Linked DNA regions of Sus scrofa: region 2 is linked to region 1. The links are chromatin contacts, called in public HiChIP or PLAC-seq maps. All regions are on one chromosome and are shown on one strand. Each heading gives the region's core, a stretch centred on a gene start, on an enhancer-like site or on the middle of the called end of the contact. The rest is flanking DNA. Distances are from core to core; before and after follow the strand shown.

Region 1 (3,658 bases), core at 802-3,301:
TCTCTGGTACTGCCATTTCTATCACATTATCTAATAATTTCTAGTAATATTTTTTGAGAGATGGTCTCTTATTAGAAATCTCTTTCTGCAATAGAAATGAGATGTGAAATAGAAATGCCCAGTGAAAGTCTGCTTAGATTAAGGTATTTCATTCTTGAAGTCCTTTAAATCCATGCTTTTTATTGAGATGGGAAAATTTGCTGTTCTTTTAGGATTTATGAATCAATTTTCAAGTACCAACACTTAAAATTCGTGGGTCCTTAGTTTTGAACAGCAAACATTATCAAGGATGTTTAGGACTTTATGAGTGTTTTATAGTTTTTTTGTCTTTACACCCTCCAGGGAGAAACTCTGGAAACTTTGACAATGGCAACAGTGTGTCTTTTCAATGCACAGCCTCAGCTGGCTGATCAGGTCCCACCATTGGGCCATCTTCCCAAAGTTATCCAGGCAATGAATCATAGGAACAACGCCATTCCTAAGAGTGCCATTCGAGTTATTCATGCCCTGTCTGAAAATGAGGTATTGATAAATCCATTTAGTAGCTTATAGCTTTGGAATTTATCTGTGCTCTCTCTTTCTGACTATTGTACGTTGCAGTACAAATCCCCTTTCTACCATTTGCCTTAATCCACATGTGCCATGTGGTATTGTAATGATTCTTAAACTGGTTTAAATGATATGGTATTAACCATATTAAGGAGACTGAATTTGACTTGGTTCATTATTAAAATTAAAATGAATGTGGGTTTTTCATATATCTTGTTATTGTGGTATTTGCTGTGTTGTATAAAATATTGCTGGTCTACAAGTAACCTTCTCTTTGGGGCACTTAGCTGTGTGTTCGAGCCATGGCATCTTTGGAGACCATTGGCCCACTGATGAATGGAATGAAAAAGCGACCAGATACTGTTGGTCTAGCCTGTGAAGCAATTAATCGAATGTTTCAGAAGGAGCAGAATGAATTAGTAGCACAAGTAAGTGACTTTCTAGATTTCTATTTTAAGAAGCAACATACCAAACAGATTTTCACTTCTTTAGCACTGATTTTGACTTCTCTTAGGTTCAGCAATTTGGCACAGAGATAACTTGTGAGTTTGTGCATACATATTTTTATATTTTATACACACACATGTACAGGAGCACACCGAGAAGGTGGGCCAGCCAGTGTCAGAGTAATTTTGTGATGTATGAAATTTATTTATTTATTTTATTTTATTTATTTATTTATTTATTTTGCTTTTTAGGGCTGCACCCGAGGTATATGGAGGTTCCCAGGCTAGGGGTCCAATTGGAACTACAGCTGCCCCCCATATACCACAGCCACAGCAACATCAGATCACAGCCACGTCTGTGACCTATGCTACAGCTCATGGCAACACTGGATCCCAGACCCACTGAGCGAGGCCAGGGATTGAACCTGTATCCTCATGGATCCTAGTTGGGTTCCTTATGCACTGAGACATGATGGAAACTCCTGATGTTTGAAATTTAAATTTTGGTTATTTACTAAGCTTTTATCCCTAGCTTGCTTTATAAAATTTGCTTTATCCTTTTTGGAAAGATTCGTTCTATTTGTTCATTCCTTTGTTTTTAAAGTCATGTTTAAGAAACATGCCAAGGTTTTTGTAGTCCTTTTCAAAGAAAGTACTGACCTCATGAAAAGGAGACTTGGTGGGTGCCAATGTAAAGTAGCAGACACCAAGGGAACAAAGAACATACAACACATGTAAAAGCCATTGCAAAAATGATCTTTCTAAAATACAACTTTTAAATATAACCCATTCTTCCTCTTACAAATCCCTCATTGTTTCCCCTTACTGCCAGATGACAAAGTGACATCTGACCTCCTTAGCCTGGGTACAAGGCCTTACATCTTTATTATCTGGCCCTCCTGTTTCCTAGCCTCTTTTCCTTTCTCATCTTTTCTCCGCCCCCCACCCCTATTTCCACCCCTCTTCCTCATTCAGGCAGGTTAGGAGTACTGGGTACATTTCAAGGAGAAAATTGGATGCTCTGAGGTTCAGACTTAGAGTTGGCCAAGAGGGTTATTGTATTGGAAAGAACATGAGCTAGTTCTACCACTTGATGGCTCTGTGACCTAAGGCATGGTATTTAACCCTGCAGTGCTCAGATTCCTCATCTGTAAAATAAAGTTACGACTCCTCACAGGGTTGTTATGAGAATAATATCTGTAAAAAGAGGTACATTTACTAAATGTTAGTTACTTCCACCTCTTCCCTTTGGATTTCAGAGCAGGCAGTGAAAATTGCATGGCACCAGAGTATTACTTAGCTTTTATGTGAGTGATACAAAGTGTATGGTGGATGTCAAGGTTGATGTTTTAAGATGTGAAAAAAATACTAATATGCTTCAAATGCTGTTGCCTATCAGTATATGTCATTAGAGGAGGCGGATCAGTATACTGGCTAAAAGCTCAGGTCCAGATACAGATCCAATACTGCCCAACTTTGTGACCATCAGCACGTTTTACCCGCCATGCACTGATTTTCCCATTGGTGATAATTGTGCCTACATCATTTGGTGTTGGGAGGACTAAGTAAAATAATCAGTGTATGTAGCATGTAGAATAGTTGATGAAACAGAATAAAACCTCATTAAATGAAAATGTCGTTACCGTTAAATACTGCCTCTCCCGCCAAAAAATCTGCATGTGGCATTAAAATAAAATAAAGCAGAGTGTCCTCTTCTAGGTACGGGCCTGGGGTGAAATTATTTCTTCAGTGGATGGCTTACATTTCTTAAAGTGTATGCAAAATGTGTATATATGCACACACACACACACACACGTAGACATACATATACTTAATATTCTTTTCTAGGCCCTGAAAGCAGATTTGGTCCCATACCTCTTAAAATTACTTGAAGGCATTGGCCTTGAAAATCTGGACAGCCCAGCAGCCACAAAGGCTCAGATTGTTAAAGCTCTCAAGGCAATGACTCGAAGCCTGCAGCATGGAGAACAGGTGAGTCTGCACAGAGGTAACTTTGATCTGCCAATTATAACAAGGTACTCTCAGAGCCAAAGGTCTTGGCTATTGGTGATCCATGCACCACAACTCATGTTCCACTTACAGACGTGGTTCCTGACCTTAACTGGAGCAGAGCCCCAGACCAGGGATGCACTAGCATAGCTACCTCATAAAACACAAACCGTATATACTCAGATTGCCACCCAGGAGGATTCTTTTTCTGGATAGTGATAGCATGTTGAACATTTCTTCAGCACAGAAGAATATTGAGCATTAGTGCTGGTTAAGATTAACGTCCAGTTCTCAGAGTTCTTATGGAATAGTGATAACCACATTCATTAACCATCCCATAATACCATTTTAAAAGATACAGAACATCATTTTAGTTTCATCTCCTTTCTTTCTTAACATTTAGGAATTGTTGGTTTCCTTTTTGTTGTGACTTAAATATCTATTAATGTGTCAGCAGCATGCATATGCTGAGTTCAAACCAGTTCAGTAATTTTCCTCATTGATTTTATTAATGTTGCTTCTGAGGAGTCTTCATTCAGTTTTATTGTGTAGCCCTATGTATTAATGCTCTCTCTTTTAACTCGAAGTGAAATTTACATAACATAAAATTAATCACTTTAAATCAAACAAGTTATTGGTTTTTAGTATACCAG
Region 2 (3,531 bases), core at 249-2,748, 120 kb after region 1:
AGAGTTGGAGAGTAAATAGAAAGTCAAGAGGTGAGAAGATTCTGGAGTAACAAGTAACCTAAGTTCAGGAAATTTTATAACTCTTACATTACTTACACACACATCCATAGTCAAAATATTATTAATTCACTCTCTTAGGAAGGTAGTTTTTGAACTGACTGATCATGTCCACATGGGCCAGGTAGGATGAGAAGGCAAAGGAAGTTATAAGGGGTTCATGGATTCTAAAGTTAAGGGTAATCAAATTTGTAGCATCTCAGGTAAGGCATAAAGAAATAAAAGAAGCAAGAATTCCCGTCGTTGCTCAGAGGAAAAGAATCTGACTAGTATCCATGAGGATGCAGGTTCGATCCCTGGCCTCAGTGGGCTAAAGATCCAGCACTGCCGCGAGCTGTGGTGTAGGTCACAGGCATGGCTCGGAGAGCAGCTCCGATGTGACCCCTAGCCTGGGAACGTCCATATGTCGTGAGTAAGGCCCTAAAAAAAAAAAAAAAAAAAAAAAAGACGAAAAGAAATAAAAGAAATAGAAGGTAGTGAGGGCATGGTCAAAAACAAGGATTTCAATTTCTAGATTACTGAAGTTGACTGATTTCAGTATAGATAAGAAGCAGTACAGTGTGGAATAAATTATACTGCATGGGAAGTCTGTAGGCCTGAGTTCAAAACATGGCTTTATGAACAAAGAGCATATAAACAGTATCTTAAAACATCTGTAAATAAAAAGATTGGAAAAAACCCAATTCCCATGTCTTTTCTAACAATGAAATTAAATTTTATAACTAAGCTTTTCTCCAACTACACTGACATCTTAGAAATAATGGGGGAATTAAAAAGAAAAAAAATCCATCTAAAATACAAGATTTTTTTTCCCGCTTTGACCCTGGCATGATCTGGGATCTTAGTTACCAGACCAGGGACTGAACCTGGGCCACAGCAATGGAAGCGTTGAGTCCTAACCTCTAGACTACTAGGGAACTCCACCAAAATACAAGTTTCGTTTTGTCTATCAAATCTTTTTTTTCCCATAATATAAATGGCTGCAAGGCAGATGACTTCAGAAGAACCAGTGTACTTATATTTATCTTAAATGTATCTGACTACAAATTAATGAATACAGAGGATTATCTATGGGTTTACCTGTTCCTAATTAAATATATTTATATTTCAAGTTGAAATGGAAATATGCACATTAAATTCCAAAATCTTAAACATTTCTCTGCTAGATGGATAACATTTGTATTTAAAAAATTAATGACACTTTTCAGGAAAACTGGATTCCTTTCTTTTTTTTTTTTTTAGGGCCATACTTGTGGCATGTGGAAGTTCCCAGCCTAGGAGCTGAATCAGTGCTACAGCTGCTGGCCTACACCACAGCCTTAGCAATGCCAGAACCTTAACCCACTGAACAGGGCTAGAGATCAAACCCTCAGCCTCATGGATACTAGTTGGGTTCGTTACTGCTGAGCTACAACGGGAACTCCCTGAATTTCTTTTTAACATTACAGTAAGCATGTTGTACTACTGAAACACTTCCTCAAACATGCTTTGAATACTTTACATATCAGTAATTAGAAAATAACTAGGGATTATGAAATTGAGCAATACGCTTTAGTTTTGTTATTCCCTTTAGTAATTCCTTATTGGTTTACCACACACGTTCCTAGACAGTTTATCATTTAAAACTGTTTTTGTTTCCTTTCTTAATTGTTTGTATTTACCAAAATAAAACATGCAGCTGTTAGGGGGAAAAAAACAATAGGAAAACCTCAAACTTTAAACATTACAGAAATGTATAACTTATAATTTCATCCCCCATAGCCACTGTTTGAGCTTTAGTACATATTTACTAAAAAGAAAAGATTTAAGAGTTCTCTTATGATGCAGTGTGTTAAGGATCCAGCATTGTCACTGCTGTGGCTTAGGTTTGATCCCTGGCCCAGGAATTTACATTTGCTGTGGATATGGCCAAAAAAAAAAAAAAAGATTTACTTTTACCCTGATTTTTTGTAAAGAATAGAGCTTGACAGGCAATTTTAGAAAAGTAGGATATAAAAAATAGAGGGTAAAAGAATGGAAGAGAAGAAAATTAAAATAAATTGAGTACCAGCTGTGGCACGTACCCGGCTAGTTGCTCCACGTCAATTACTTCATTTTAGCATCTTTGTACCCTGAAATTTTTTTTCCCAATTCAGAAGGCAGACAACATCAATTTCCTGGCTTTGACAATATACTATAGTTGCGTGAGATCTATTTGGGGTATCTGGATAATGGATACACAGGTCCCTCAGTACTATTTTTACAACTTCCTGTGAGTCATTAATGATTTCCAAATAAAAAGTTAAAATAAAAAGTGAGGCACAGAGAGGGGTTAAATAATTTGCTTTAAGGTTATACTGCTAGAGAATAAAAACTAAGTAAATGAGATGGAAATAGTGATTAATTAAAATCAATTCTTTTAACATAGTTTCATTCAGAAACATGTAACCACTTGCTTCATAAGTAAGATATATTTATTGCTTTCTAGGAGCTCTTAGTATACAGACGGTCCTTATTTATTGAGCATCAACAATGTAGATTCTAGAGACAAGGTAAGAAAAAAATTAATTAAAGACATAATCCTTACCCTCAAAGGAAAAATAGGATACTTTCAATCATATCCCTAGGAATATATACAGTTGAGCACATACACTCAATTTGGTATAATCTAGGGACTGATTTTCCAATTTGCAAAGTGACTTCATGAAAAAAGAAATATGGTTTAACTTCTTTCTTACTTATGAATTTTTTAAAAAAAGGGTGGAAAAGATAAAACTACTGACTAGAATAAATTCTAAAGTTTCATAGCTCTTAAATGCCAGTCCACAGTGGGTATCTTTGCCCTCTTTGATGGCTTTTGTAGTTTACTCTGTATGATATGCTTTAGCGCTTGGGTACATACTGTTCTCTGCTGTTACCTCAGTGTCTTTTCTATCTGTATTTTGAGTTCCTCAAGAGCTGACTAACCCCATGTTTTAGAGCACATAGTTGGTAATGAATAAACGCTAGTTGACTTATAGTCTGCCAACCATATGTTATTTCCATAAAAATTATCTATGATATTTATATGAGACAGAAATTGATTAAATTTGATTTAACTAGTAATTATGGGATTACCAGGTTTAAAGTAGAAGACATTTTACTAGCCACTATGTAACCCTAAAACAAAAGATAGTGATACAAATCAGCATTGCCACCACAGAATTTAATGAAGATGATTCCTGTTTGGGAACTTTCATCCTGTAAGAAATGGCTTTCTAACATGAGATTAAATATAAAAAGGGAATAACTATTTGGAACTTACTGCATTCTGCCATTATTTTCAGTATATTATCACTCATCTTAAAATTTAAATGTTTTGGTAGACAACACATGACTAAGGAGATTTAGGTTTGAATTTTTCCTTCTTTGCTTAAGTAATGAATGGAAAGTACTATGGTTATAGAACACATAAAGAACACTGACTTACTCAAAGATAGGTTCCTAAAGTATTAA

What was found. HiChIP or PLAC-seq counts read pairs in DNA pulled down with a chosen protein or histone mark.
Region 2: an H3K27ac HiChIP or PLAC-seq map of alveolar macrophages shows a contact between it and region 1. The contact joins two enhancer-like sites. A contact is called at or near these places in 3 of 5 promoter capture datasets (fetal skeletal muscle, liver and skeletal muscle), 11 of 47 Hi-C or Micro-C datasets (alveolar macrophages, embryonic fibroblasts, epiblast stem cells and 5 more) and 2 of 2 datasets of contacts at active chromatin or transcription factors (alveolar macrophages and skeletal muscle).

The regions. Positions count from the first base shown.
Region 1 is chr13:73,695,785-73,699,442 of Sscrofa11.1, forward strand. DNAJC13 (dnaJ homolog subfamily C member 13) reads left to right here. Exons shown (of 57, transcript XM_021069457.1): 53 at 343-522; 54 at 837-977; 55 at 2,844-2,987. Among named protein-coding and RNA genes, the nearest start is that of ACKR4, 76 kb to the right of the region's middle. Within about 2 kb of position 2,052, at least 1 of the 83 cell types and tissues checked has an H3K27ac peak or open chromatin away from gene starts, as enhancers often do. A contact at or near this core is called in alveolar macrophages, where this site is marked.
Region 2 is chr13:73,811,858-73,815,388 of Sscrofa11.1, forward strand. All of the region lies in intron 5 of ACAD11 (acyl-CoA dehydrogenase family member 11), which reads right to left. Among named protein-coding and RNA genes, the nearest start is that of UBA5, 18 kb to the right of the region's middle. Within about 2 kb of position 1,499, at least 2 of the 83 cell types and tissues checked have an H3K27ac peak or open chromatin away from gene starts, as enhancers often do. A contact at or near this core is called in alveolar macrophages, where this site is marked.